2 separate regions of the Mus musculus genome follow, and region 1 is linked to region 2. A link is a contact called in public HiChIP or PLAC-seq data. All regions are on one chromosome and are shown on one strand. Each heading gives the region's core, a stretch centred on a gene start, on an enhancer-like site or on the middle of the called end of the contact. The rest is flanking DNA. Distances are from core to core; before and after follow the strand shown. Region 1 overlaps Gm33078 (a long non-coding RNA gene). Region 2 overlaps Fam114a2 (family with sequence similarity 114, member A2).

What was found. HiChIP or PLAC-seq counts read pairs in DNA pulled down with a chosen protein or histone mark.
Region 1: an H3K27ac HiChIP or PLAC-seq map of embryonic stem cells shows a contact between it and region 2, with 3 times the contacts expected there. The contact joins two enhancer-like sites. A contact is called at or near these places in 3 of 115 datasets of contacts at active chromatin or transcription factors (embryonic stem cells and epiblast stem cells) and 1 of 9 other capture datasets (embryonic stem cells).

The regions. Positions count from the first base shown.
Region 1 is chr11:57,912,442-57,919,437 of GRCm38.p6, reverse strand. It overlaps Gm33078 (a long non-coding RNA gene), which reads right to left. Exons shown (of 4, transcript XR_388677.3): 2 at 6,161-6,346; 3 at 5,381-5,485. Among named protein-coding and RNA genes, the nearest start is that of Gm33078, 4.2 kb to the right of the region's middle. Within about 2 kb of position 1,272, at least 18 of the 459 cell types and tissues checked have an H3K27ac peak or open chromatin away from gene starts, as enhancers often do. A contact at or near this core is called in embryonic stem cells, where this site is marked.
Region 2 is chr11:57,496,027-57,502,784 of GRCm38.p6, reverse strand. It overlaps Fam114a2 (family with sequence similarity 114, member A2), which reads left to right. Exons shown (of 14, transcript NM_026342.3): 9 at 2,980-3,059. Among named protein-coding and RNA genes, the nearest start is that of Fam114a2, 19 kb to the left of the region's middle. Within about 2 kb of position 4,909, at least 18 of the 459 cell types and tissues checked have an H3K27ac peak or open chromatin away from gene starts, as enhancers often do. A contact at or near this core is called in embryonic stem cells, where this site is marked.

The DNA.
Region 1 (6,996 bases), core at 23-2,522, 420 kb before region 2:
CACCTCTCGTTTCTAGGGTTCCTGTAGAACCCTGACAGGGTGGGAGCTTATGATGGAACAAAACCTCTCACCTTATTGCCAAGAAACCTAGAGACTGTGGAGAGGGCTGGGGTCGTATAGCTCCTTTCAAGGATGCATAACCCAGACAAAGATCTCACTCTAGGGTCCACATAAAGGTCTCACCACCTCCCAATAGTGCCTCCTTGGGACCATGCCTTTAACAACACAAGGCTTTGGGGACCACTTTTCTAAACCGCAGCAGGCCATTGCTGGTCTTCCTTTTCCCGCCATGATGTATTTAATCAAACATTTGCTAAGTATGGCCTGTGTTCTGGGCCCAGCAACAGGCACTCAACTGTGGCTCTCATAGTCGCGCTGTAAGGAGGTTCTGGGAGAGCCTCGCTCCAGGGAGCTTGAGCTCTTTTCTGTTTTCCTGTCAGCGTGGAGGGGCCTCTTTCTCTCTGGGATTGCGGTGGGATTCGATTTGCACGTGTAATTCTGATGTGAAGCCAGTGTAATCAGATCCTGCTGAGAGGGTCCTGCCTTCGGGCTGAGTGGATGTGTGAGCGCACAGGCGCGTGCTCGCTGGCCATGCAAGAGTATCATGTAATTCAATGACACAGTCTCTGTTTCCAGAAATGGATTCCAGGCCACGGCATCCACATCCAGAAGTGATCCTGGTACTTGTCCTAAGATTAAGTGAAAGTGACAAGTGGCGGGGAGAACTGAGTAAAGATGGCGGGTGGGGTTCGCCTTTCCCTTTCCAGACACTGGCAGCTTCTTGAAGCACTTCCGGTCCCAGTGCTGGTTGGATGCTTCTCTCCCACCTCCTCAGGGCTGAGACCGTGTGCAGCAACCCACAGCTGCAGGCAGAAGTCCTGGGTATCACAGCCGCTTGCTCTTAAGTTTTAGGTGTGGGCTGGAGAAATGGCTCAGCGGGTAAGAACACTGACTGCTCTTCCAGAGGTCCTGAGTTCAATTCCCAGCAACCACATGGTGGCTCACAACCATCTGGAATGGAATCCCATGTCCTCTTCTGGTGTGTCTGAAGACAGCCACAGTGTGCTCATATGCATAAAATAAATAAATATTAAAAAATAAAAAAGCTTTAGGTGTGAACGGAGCTTCAGCAATCTTTTGCCTGCTGCTTTCTTTTTTTAAAGGACATTTTAATTTTATCTTTGTGCGCATGTGTGTCTGTGGGTACGCTCACAGGTGTTTGGATATCCCTGAGATGCCAGAAGAGGGCACTAGAACCCTGGAACTGGAGCTTCAAGTGGCTGTGAGTCACCCAACAAGCGTGGTGGTCCTCTGCAGGAGCAGTAAGGACTCTTAACTACTGAGTCATCTCTCCAACCCCTTTTACCTTTTTTGACCACATATTTAAAATTAAAGATAAAGCAAAACCAACAAACAGACGAGCTGTGATGACTCACACCTGTAGTCCAGCAGCTGGAAGGTGAAGCAGCTGACTTAGCATGTTCAGGGCTAGCCTGGGCTAGAGCTTAAGACCCTGTCTCAAAAAACTAAAAATTAAGGCCAGAGAGATGGCTCAGTGGGTAAAAGTGCTGTGGTACAGGCCTGATAACCTGAGTTTGAATCTCAGAATTCTGTGTGGAAAGGGAGAACGGCCTCCTAGGAGTCCTCTGACACATGCCCTAGAGTGTACATGCCCACTTTCACACACGTACACCATATGACATAAACAAATAAGTAAGAAAAATGTAAAAAGCAAAACTACCCAAAACCAACAACTTGCCCCATCAAAAAGTAAAGCAAAACAAAACACCAAACCAGAAGGGCATGGTGGTGTACACAGGCAATCTCAGGCCTTGAGCAATGGAGGCGGGGGACTCAGGAGTTCCAGGACAGCCTGGACTACATAAGATCCTGTCTCAAAGAACCAAATGTGGGGCCTTGGTGATGGCTTAGCAAGAGTGCTTTCTGCTCTCTCTCTCAGGACCTGAGTTCGGTTGGTTCCCAGCTCCCATGTCAAAAGGATCCAGGGATCTGACATCCTTTTTTGGACTTCTTGGGCACCTGCACTCACACGTACATATTAATACATACATCAATAATTACAGATTTCAAAAAGGCTGGATGGTGGTAGCATATGCCTTTAATCCCAGCACTTGGGAGAGAGAGGCAAGTGGATCTCCATAAGTTCAAAGCCAGCCTAGTCTGTAGAGTGAGTTCCAGGCCAGCCAAGGCTACACAGAGAAACCCTGTCTTCAGAAACCAATAAATAAGTAAATAAATGAAATAAAACATGAAAGAGCCAGGCATGGTAGCACATGCCCTTAATTCTAGCATTTAAGAGGCAGAGGTGGGTGGGTCTCTTAAGGTTGAGACCAGCCTGGTCTACATAGTGAGTTCTAGGCTAGCCAGAGTTACACAAGAAAGTCTTAAAAAAAAACAACAACAACCCACTAAACCCCTCAAAACCTTAAAAACCAAACACAAACCAAGACCAAGGCTGGCAGCTGGCACTGTGTCTCAGGCATAGGGCCGCTCTGACTGTACACTGTCCTGGGTTCCATGACTAACGCTAGAGACAAAGTGCTGTCTGTTTTTGTTTTCTTTTTGTTTGTTTGTTTTTGTTTTTTCCCCCCAAGACATGGTTTTACTGTGTAGTTTTGGCTGTCCTGGACCTCACTCTGTATAGCAGGCGTGTCTGGAACTCACAGTAGAGATCTGCCTGCCTCTGCCTTCTGAGTGCTGAGGTTAAAGGCGTATATCACCCCCTTGAGGTGGAAAGTGTTTTATTTTAGGCTTAATCTTATGCTCTGTGCTATTTTTCTGAGATTTGGCTCCACCCAAAGCAGAACAAAACAAATATCTACTTATAGCAAAGGGGGTCTCTAATGAGTTTCCCCTGTGTCTTTCTATTCAATCTAAACCACTTCTCTCCACGTGGAATGTCACAGCATCCTTGCCGTGGTCGGGACCAGCTGTTAATTCCTGCTGCACATGATGGTGAGCCACAGAAGAATCCTGTGGGCTCAGGAGGCACGTCCCCAGAGCTCATGAAAGGACCACTGTTGGAGAAGTCTTTTTGTGGAGGGCAGAGATGTCCCTTCAGTAAGAAAATAAGGGGTGTGCCCGATGGGACTCTCGAGGCCTGAGGCCTCTGCAGCTTTGACATGGTCTGGCAGACATCCAAGACTCAGGAGCGAAGGAATCCAGGGCTGCATTCTTCTGACCCAACATCCACTGGATGTTTATTTGCCCCTGGGAGAGGTTATCTCATTTGACAGGCAGGCTCAGAGTCAGGCCTCCATGGGTGAACCCTGGCTGGGGTGGGCTGAGAAAAGCTGTCAGCGTGTGTGTGTCCACACGTGCATCTGTGCACACAGATGGTGTATGAGGTTTGTCGGGGGAGGATTCTTGACATCCAGAGGTTGTAGTTTCTTTGCTTGTGGGCATCTCTCTAGCCACACCCTGCCAATGAGTGATGGGGAGGGGCATTGCTCCAAGTTAAGATGCTGAGCACTGAAGAAGCCAGCCTTTGCCTTAGCCTGCTTGCACAGCCTGGCAACTCGTTTCCGTGTTCTGGGCCTCAGTTTCCCCATTTGGGATAAGCTTATTGGACAATGGGCTCCTCCTAGCACACCTTGCCGTTCTAGGGACACTCAGTCCTCTGTCATTTTTAAGAAAGCACACAGTTCATCTACCAAGTCCAATTTTACATATTTTCTTTCTTTTTTTTTTACCCTCTAACACTTGGGAGGACATACAGAGGTAGATAGATCTCTGTGAGTTTGAAGCCAACCTGATTCTCTACAAAGTGAGTCCCAGGACAATCAAGGCTGTTATATAGAGAAAGCCTGTCTCAAAAACAAACAAACCATCAAACAAACAAAAAACAAAACAAAAACAAAACCCAAAACACAAGTAAACAACAGAAAATAACTTTAATTTTGTATTTTATATTTTATTTCATTTCAGACAAGGTGTCACTATGAAACCCTTGCTGTCCTGGAACTAAGAGAACTGTGTGCTTCTGTCTCTCCAGTGCCAGGATTAAAGGTGTGTGCTACTACTCCTGGCTTATTTTTAACTATGCGTGTATGTCTGTGTTGTGTGTGGGTGTGCACACGGGAGTGCAGGCAGTGCGGAGAGGGTGCTGGATCCCCTGGATCTGGAGTTACAGGCAGTTTTGAGGTTTCTGGGGATGGAAGTCAGGATGTGTGGAAGTGAGCTCTAGTCCACAGGGTTATCTACCTACCCCATCTTTCCTTTTTCTCTTCTTTCTTCCTTTTTCAATAGGTCTTTTATATTCCAGCCTGACTTTGACTTTTCTAGGTCGCTGAGGGTAACCTTGAACTTCTGATTCTCTGCTGGGATTCTAGTCACACACCACCACACCCAGGATATGAGTTGTGGGTAGAACTCAGGAAGTCAGGCAAGCTAGGCAATAGGCTGACTTGTTTGTTTGGTTTTTGTTTGTTTGTTTGTTTTTCAAGATAGGGTTTCTCTGTGTAGCCCTGGCTGTTCTGGAACTCACTTTGTAGACCAGGCTGGCCTTGAACTCAGAAATCTGCCTGCCTCTGCCTCCCAAGGTGCTGGGATTAAAGGCGTGCACCACCACTGCCCGGCAATAGGCTGATTTATATTTTCAGGCTGTTCAGAGGTTAGTGTGTGTGTGTGTGTGTGTGTGTGTTGTACAAATGTGTACATGTTCTTGTGTGCAAAGAGGTTAACAGTGTCTTCCTCTAGTAACTTCCATTTTATTATTATTATTATTTTACATATTTTGGGACAGGTTTCTCTGTGTAGCCCTGGCTGTCCTGGAACTTACTCTGTAGTCTAAGTTGGCCTTGAAGTCACAGAGCTCTGTCTTCTGAGTGCCGGGATTAAAGTCATGCATTACCATGCCTATGCCTGGTTCTCCCACTTCTGATTCTCCCTCTTTTTTTTTTTTTTTTTGCCAGGGTTTTTCACTGAGTCTGGGACCCAGTGATTCAGCTTAAATGTGGCCAGCAAGCAAGCATCCTGGGTCCTCCAGTCCTGCCTCTCAGTTAGGGAATAAAAGGTATTTATAGCTGTGCTTGGCTTCCTGCATGGGCTCTGAGTATCTGAGCTCAGGGCTTCATGCTTGCTCAACAAATACCTTACCCACTGAGTCATCTCCCCAACCCCTTATACATGTTTCAACAAAACAAAACAAAACAAAACAAAACAAAACAAAACAAAACAAAACAAAACAACCCCTTCCCCTCCCTATATAGAAGCCAGAAGAGAATGCTTTCTGAGTCTGAGGACTCAAAATATGTTATGTGCAAGTTTGAAAACATCATAATGAAGCTCTTTATAATGTATAATTAATATACACTAAAAAAAAAATCCTTAAAACAGTAGGGCTCAGTGGTTACCAAACCTGTTTCAGAAAGAGGCTGTCCTGTAGGAAGGGGCGAGGTCAGTAGTTGTCAATCCAGCTTGGAGCACGCACAGACCTGAACTGTAAGGAGCTGAGGCTTCCTGCCTGGGGACAGCGGAGGGGAAAGGACATTAGGAACAGAAGTGGCCAGAGTCCAGCATCCCCTCTAAAACAGCACCTATCTATGTACCCCACTGTATCAGCCCCACTTGTAGAACCTCAAATGGTGTGTGCACTGGAGGAGCACCCTTGGAGAGCCACTGCAACCAGGCCTGTGACAGACACACTTTCTCATCTCTAGAGGAGAAAAGAGAGACCTGAACACCTAGCAAGAAGCAGAGCTGGGTTCCTGGACAGGATTGTCTGAGCTGAGCTATCCAGTTAGGGGCAAACAGAAAACCCAAGGGCGAGGGAGGAGAGGAGCTTGGCTCCACAGCACAGGGGTGTGGTGAAGGTGCAGAGTGGACCACAGAGAAGCACGGCTTCCACTCTTAAAGCCCTGCGCATTCTCAGTGCCCCTTAGGGACCCCATGGCACCCCCAGGTTCCCATGGAGACTCTGCTGTGGGCAGTGCAGACCGTTCCTTCCTCTTATCGCTTGCCTCTCTGCCACGGACCTGAAAAGCTAGTGATTGTAGCAGTCCAGGCACTCCTATCTCAAAAGGTGGCTTTTGGGGAGCGGAGGGGCCTTTCTTGTTGACATTCTCCCATCTCCCCCTCTCCCAGCCCAGGGGAAGGCTCCCCTGCGTCCCAAACCCTCCCACTCCAGTGTTGGCCTCACCTGCGCCCCTAGCTGGAGGAGGTGTACAGATGCTATCTCGGGCATGAGCTGACTCATCATAGTGACATCCCACCCTGCTGGGCAGGAAAGTGGTTTGAGGGTCACAGTTTTCCCGGGGCAGGGACATACCACAGCGTTCCAGGGCAGGGCTGCAGGAAGATGAGGACCTCTACAGCAGCACGTTTCCTAGGGAGAGGAGGTGCCGCTGTGAGCTTAGGGCTAGGAGCTGCAGAGACTGTCACTAAATGTTGAGAACACACCTAGTGCAAGAAAAATGATGCAGGCGTGTGTGTGTGTGTGTGTGTGTGTGTGTGTGTGTGTGTTCATGGACAACATTCAAACTATTGGGCAGGAGTGACCTGTAGCAGTTCCCTTAACAGAGGAGCCTCTGGATGTTTGAGCTATCCTCCCATGGTTGAGCAGAGATAGGAGGGGAGGCCTAAGGCCAAGCAGGATTCAGGACTTCATGGAAAGGTGGAAACCACAGCCTTGCTATGCTCAGTTTTTAGGGCTAAGATGTACTTGAATGGAAAAACTACTCTGAACAAAAACAAAAACAAAACAAAACAAAACAAAAAGCATTGAAGTCCTTGACTCTCTGTTTATTTATTTTTGAGACAAGGTCTCTTGTGACCCAGGGTGGCCTCAAAGTCACCTTGCAATGAATGAAAGACAATTTTAATCCTTCTTCTTCCAGTACCAAGTTCGAGCATTGAGGATGTGAACCACCATGCAGTTAGGGTCAGTTTATGTGGTTCTGGGAATTAAACCCAAGGCCTCATGCATGCTGGAGGATTACCCTACCCACTGAACTCCCCGGTCCAATATCTGGTTTC
Region 2 (6,758 bases), core at 3,660-6,159:
TGTTTCAAGAAGTCAAGCTGACTTCATCTGTAATGTCTCACTAATGACAATTTATGTGAAGGTTCAGCTCTTGATTAGAAATGGTTTTAAATATGCATTCTAAAAGCTGTCTGGAGATCCCGAGACACTAGTTTAGTGCCCCAAGTGTTACAGTTTAAAGTTAGATTTGGGTTCCATGAAGACCTGCCTCTCACAAAGCTGTGCGACCTCTAGAAGAGGCTCATCACAGAGCCTTTGTTTCATCTTGCTTAGCAGATACTCTACTTCCTCTGGTGGTGTTATGAGGAGTAAGTTAAATATATTTATAGTTGGGCATATAGTAGGTGCCTAACAAGTGCTCACTGTCATTGTCACTGTTTAGAAAATTTAAGTAAACAGCTAAAAACCTTCATTTGAAAAGCCTCAACAGGGAACCAATAACACAGTTTTGGTTTTGTGAGAGGCAGGGTCTTCCATTGTTCCTAAGCAGGCCAAGGTAGAACAGTTCCCATTCATTTGTCAACCTCGTTTAGATTATTTGTGCATGGAACACTTGTCCATATTTCTTCAATTTTGTCAACATCTGGGCTCTGCACAGTAATTAGAAATCTGTATGTATGTATGTATGTATGTATGTATGTATGTATGTATGTATGTATTTTACTGTTCTGAGAGCTTCAGGTTTTCTGAACAGATGGAACAGTCTGTGATATTCCTTCTTACCTTTGCTAGGAACGAAGCCTTTGAAAACATGGTGATGTTGTAGTCCTCCTGCCCTGCCCTGCCCTGCCCTGCCCTGCCCTGCCCTGCCCTGCCCTGCCCTGCCCTGTCCTGCCCTGCCCCCCTGCCCTGCCCCGCCCTGCCCCGCCCCGCCCTGCCCCGCCCCAGCTCTCCTCTGAGACTCTCCTGCCTGCTGTGTCTCTCTGATTTTGGTGGGAAATGCACCAGTGACTTGGTAGTTAATTGTATGTCACTGATGCTGTTAAGACAGAAACTTGGGAGTAGCAGGAGGAGACAGTGCAGAGCTCAGCTTGGGATGTCTTCATTCCTGTGGACCCCTGTGTTTTCTAGACTTCATTTCAGAGCCCTCTACCCACAGCCCCCTCACCCCGGCGCCCCACTCTTAAGCAGCAGTAGCATGCTTCCTTTCCACCCATGCATCTAGACAAGCACTCAGCATTGACCGCACACCCAGCCACTGCTTCTGTTCCGGAGCAGTGTTTGTATAGTCCGTTCTGTGTAGCAGAACCGGACAGTAACTTGCCAGATATTTTTTTCATTACTACATTTGATAGTAATAGCTTTTTGATCACTCAGACATACTATATTTGAATACTTATAAGTTTAATATATACACTACCATAATGTTCTGTTACTAACAACCCAAAATATGCCTCAGGGTAGAGCTGCTAAGTGTAGTAATCATAGACTCCTTTTCTTCCCTCTGTGCTATTGGTTATTTTGTGGACTCCTTGGAGCACCTGTGGCCCAGGTTGATGCAGACTCCCCCTTACACCCAGTCACACTTAGTTGGAAAAACCAAATGACTATGGAGGTTGGATATTGTGTCCTTTCATGGTAGGTTGTGGCTGGGAGTTGTTTACTGGAATTAATGTGAGTGAAGGCTGTATTAGTGAGAACAGCTTTTCCCAAAGCCCATCGCTCTGGGGATCAGTAAATCACTTTTATTCTCCGCCTTAACTATCAAGAGAGAGCAGAAGTACAGTTGAAGGAAAAGAACCAAGATGGCTCCCCTGGAATTCCTCTGGGGATGTTTCTAGGGAAGTAGCAGGCATAGAAGGGAACTAATTTGCTCTCATGTAGCATGGAGTTAGGGTTAAGAAAAAATCTTATAGATATTCATGCTCAGAGATTTTTGTGGTTTAAGACTTATCAGCCGGGCGTGGTGGCGCACGCCTTTAATCCCAGCACTCGGGAGGCAGAGGCAGGCGGATTTCTGAGTTCGAGGCCAGCCTGGTCTACAAAGTGAGTGCCAGGACAGCCAGGGATACACAGAGAAACCCTGTCTCGAAAAACCAAAAAAAAAAAAAAGACTTATCTTCTGTACCACTCAGCTGGGGCCAGTGGGCAGGATGTAGATGAGAAAGAGAGAAGGCATTGTTCATTTAGATGCCTAGTTTGCTGTGGTCATGGTCCCCATTTGCTTGCATGCTTTGTGTCCTACTGAGTGGTTGCTGTAATAAACACCAGGACTGGAAGTAACTAAGGGAGGAAAGGGTTTATTTTGCTTACATTGTCAGGTAACAGCTCAGTGCTGAGGGAACTGGGGTGAGAACTCAAACGGGGAAGAATCGTAGAGGTAGCAGCTGATGCAGAGGCTGTGGAGGAGTGCTACTTACTGGCTTGTTCCTCATGGCTTGCTCGGCCTGATTTCTTAAAGAGCCCAAGACCAGCCCAGGGATTGGTTGGTACTGCCCACAGTTGGCTAGACCCTTCTTCATCAATCACTGATTGTTTACAGTCTGATCTTATGGAAACGTTTTCTCAGTTGAGGTGCCTTTCTCTCAGATGACTCAGCTTGGATTAAGTTGACTTAAAACTAGACAGCACAGCATTTTTTTTTAAAGATTTATTTATTTATTGTGTGTAAGTACACTGTAGCTGTCTTCAGACACCCCAGAAGAAGGCATCAGATCTCATTAGGAAGGGTTGTGAGCCACCATATGGTTGCTGGGATTTGGACACAGGACCTTCGGAAGAGCAGTCAGTGCTCTTGGGCACTGAGCCATCTCTCTAGCCCCCAGCACACCATTTTGTTTGTTTGTTTGTTTGGTTGGTTTTTTTGAGACAGGGTTTCTCTGTATAGCCCTGGCTGTCCTGGAACTCACTCTGTAGACCAGGCTGGCCTCAAACTCAGAAATCCACCTGCCTCTGCCTCCTGAGTACTGGGACTAAAGGCATGCGCCACCACACCCGGCTCAGCACAGCATTCTTGATGACAGCCTTTCTTGAATGTTTCATGTGGCTCTTGGTTCTTAGGGGATGACAATTTTACCAAGGAGATAACAGATCTGTTTGCTCAGCTTCACGTCTCCTCCCGACCAGAGAAGCTTGCCAGGGTAAGTTACTCCCTTATGGGGATTTCCATTATTTCATTTATAATATTTTAATGGGTAGTCAGTCAGGTGTGGTGACACATGCCTGTGATCCCACCACTTCGGAGGCTGAAGGCAGAGGGATTGCAAGTTCAAAGTCAACTTGAGCTATATAGCAAGAGCTTGTCTTAACCTCCTGGCAATACATACATATAATGAGCATACGATTATAATTTTCTGGCCGATGGGATTGCCAGCATGGAGGAAGTATTCTTCTTGATAGTTCTAGAAAAGGATCCCACAAAATTTCCCTGTCTGCTGTTCTCTAGGTCAGTGTGTAGAGCCCATGTCTCTCTTCCCAGCACGGGTCCCATCCTGACCTGTTTTTTGGAATACTTTGTTTAAATGCTTCCTTGAGCCTGTAGAGTTGGTCATTTAATAGTTGGCAGTACTGACTAACCTTTATGGGATCAGAGATGATGAGGATGGGCCCTGCCTGCGCAGTGCTGCAGCTCGGCATTGCTGTGACTCCAGACAGTGACTCCACTGGTGACCATCTAAAATTCGGGAATGAGAGTCCCATGGCTGAGCTGTGGTGGTGATGTTGAGATATCATGTGTTTGGAATGAGTCTTGTCAGAGCTCAGAGGAGGGACTTCACATATATTCCACTGCTCATGAGGTACTGCTTCCTGCCTCTGTATCCACCTTTCCTATCTCTGAACAATTCCAGCAGCTGTTAGCAACAGGCAGGCATTGTTGTCTGGCCATGAGAGCTGCTGGGTGTGTGGAGTCAGCACAGCCATCTTACTTACCTCCAAGCAGGTAAGGCGTGAGAGACACTGGCCTGGGCAGACGGTGCCTTCCTCAGCGAAGCCTTGTAGGCTGTGCTCAGCAGCTGCCTCAAGAACTCAGCTCCTCACAACTTTACATCCCTGGGACTGAAACTCCTGACACCACAGCTCAAGGGAGGAAAGTCTTACTTTAGCTCACATTTTCAGAGGCTCTTAGTCTACCATAGTGGGGAGGGCATGGCAATTCAGCCCTGACTGGATGGTGCCAGGAGTGCGAGGTGGTGGTTGTTCCCGTAGCAGTAGAGGATGGTCTGGGCCATACCCTTCAGAGTCTCCTCACCCCAGGGACCTTGTAGGCTCCACCTCTGAAGGGCTTCACAGACTGCCATTATAGTGCCACCAGCTGGAAACTGTGTCCCAAATATGAGCCCTTAGGGGTCATTTCACATTCAAAACATGACATTGCTTATAGCATTTTGGAAACAGCATCAAACTGAGAAAAAAGTTGTAAAAACAGTACTAACAGCACCTGATGCGCTCGCTAGTGCTGGCACGCTACTTCTAGTGTCTAACCACAGGCACCCGCACTGAAGTCACATGAACCTCACCGTTTGAGAGTAAATAGGAAGATGAGGCTATCCCTTTGCATAACCACAGTACAGTTGTCACTTCAGCATATTTAACACTGACACCAGACTTTGACTTCATCTGTTCTCCACATGTATCCACTGACTGTCTTAGTCAGTGTTCGGTTGCTGTGAAGAGACACGATGACCACACCTATAAAACAAAGCATTTAATTGGGGTAGGGGATTTACAGTATCAGAGGCTTCGTCCATTATTGTCAAGGCAGGGAGCATGGTGGCACGCAAGATGCTGGAGCAGTCACTGAGAGCTACATCCTGATCTCTTCTAGCCAGCAAAGAAACAGGGCCTAGCACTTTAGCACAGGCTTTTGAAACCTCAAAACCCACCTCCATTGACACACATTGACAAAAGGCCACACCTCCTAACCTTCTAGTTCCCTGACTAAGCATTGAAATGTGGGAGCCCGTGGGAGCCATTGTTATTCAGACCATCCCGCCCACTCCCCTGGAGCCCCTGGGTTTGAACTAGCTTTACTTGTCTAGTTTAGACTCCTTTCATCTATAGTGGTTCCTCAGCCCTTAGCTTTCATGATGTGTATCTTTTTGAAAAACACAACTCTCCCTTCCCCCACACTAAAAGTAAAACATTCCCAGGCTGCTACCTGTACTGGGGTTTGTCTAAGGCTTTCTCTCTTTTATTAGTTTGTACATTCCAGGGCCAGAATCCTGTGTAAGTGATAGCTCGTCACATCTGCAGGGGTGAGATGTTTGTCTGTTTATTATTGGTGATGTGTCGCACAATTCTCTGTAGAGTTATGATTTATTTCCCTTTGCTGCTGGTAAGCTGCCGTGAAGAGACTGGTAAAGATCCTACGACAGTCTTCCTACTCCCACTCCTCATAGTTTTCTTTTTTTTTCTTTCCGTATGTCTGGAACTGGGGATTCTTCCTTAAATTTAGCATCTGTTCTGAGTCTTTTGAGACATGTCACCCAGGTTGGCTTTGAACTCCCGTTGTAGCTGAGGGAGACCTTGAACTCCTGATCCCCTTGCCTCCACCTCCCCAGTGCTGGGAAAGGGGCATATGCTACCATCCTGGTTTATGCAGTCTAAGGACGGAGCCCAGGGCTCTGTGTATACCAGGCACTCCTACCAACTGAGCTCTGTTTCCAGCCCTTCTGGTCTTGATTACATACACTGGTGTCTTCTAACTTGTTTATATTCTGTACTCTGGTCTTGATAGATCTAATACACTCAGATTATCCCTGTTTCTGCACTTTGGTATAATCCACTGTTTGTTTTTGTGTGTGCTACATGTACATGTGCATATAGAGGTCATAGGTTGAAGTCAGTTGTCTTCTAGTCATTTTTCCATTTTATTTTTTGAGATAAGGTCTTTTGCTGGACCCGAGGCTTACTGATCTGGCTAGCTGGATACCAGGGAAATCCTCTAGTCTCTGGCTCACTAATGCTGGGATTATAGGCGTGAATCACTGTGGCTGGCTGTTTGCCAATTTAATCATCTCTCTATCCCCTTCTGTTTACTTTTTTTTTTTGAAACAGAGAGTTAATATTTAAGTAATGTGAAGGTTTTCTTTTTCAGTATTAGATTGGATTGTTCTTGCAGGCTCTTTGGGAGAACAACTATTCTGAAGAGGAAAGAACTCTGAGACAAACGAATACCAGGTTTTCTTCTGCTCATTCATGTTGTAGCCTTGGTAACAGCATTACTCAGAGCACTTAAAGGCTCAAGTCCAGTGCCATATAACTATAGTCTAGTTGGAATGATTTGTGATCATTTGTGATCTCTGTTGCCTGGCTCAGCCTTTTTTTAGAGTTTAATTAATTTATCTTTTTTGTTTTTTGAGAAGGGTTTCTTTGTGTAGCCCTGGCTGTCTTTGAACTCACTCTGTAGACTGAACTGGCCTGGAACTCACAGCCTCCCAAGTGCTGGAATTTAAGGTGTGTGCCACCACTGTCCAGCTCAATGCATTCCTTTTGTTTGTATAAAATTAATTAAGTGGATCCCTTCATTCAAGGGCAGTTATTTTCTGTTACCACGATAAACACCATGACCAAAAGCAACTCAGGAAAGAAAGCCTTTATTTCTTCTTACAATCCTCAAGTTACAGATCATCACTAAGGGAAGACATGGTAGGAACCTGGAGGCAAGAATTCCTTTAGGACATCCTGGAGGAGCATCATTAATTGGCTTACTCCTCCTGCTCCCGCCCAGCCTGCTTTATTACATACACAACCTGGAACACTGGCCTAGGGGTGGTACCAACCGAAGTGAACTGGGCTCTCCCATGTCAATCACTAATCAAGACAATTCCTTCAACTAC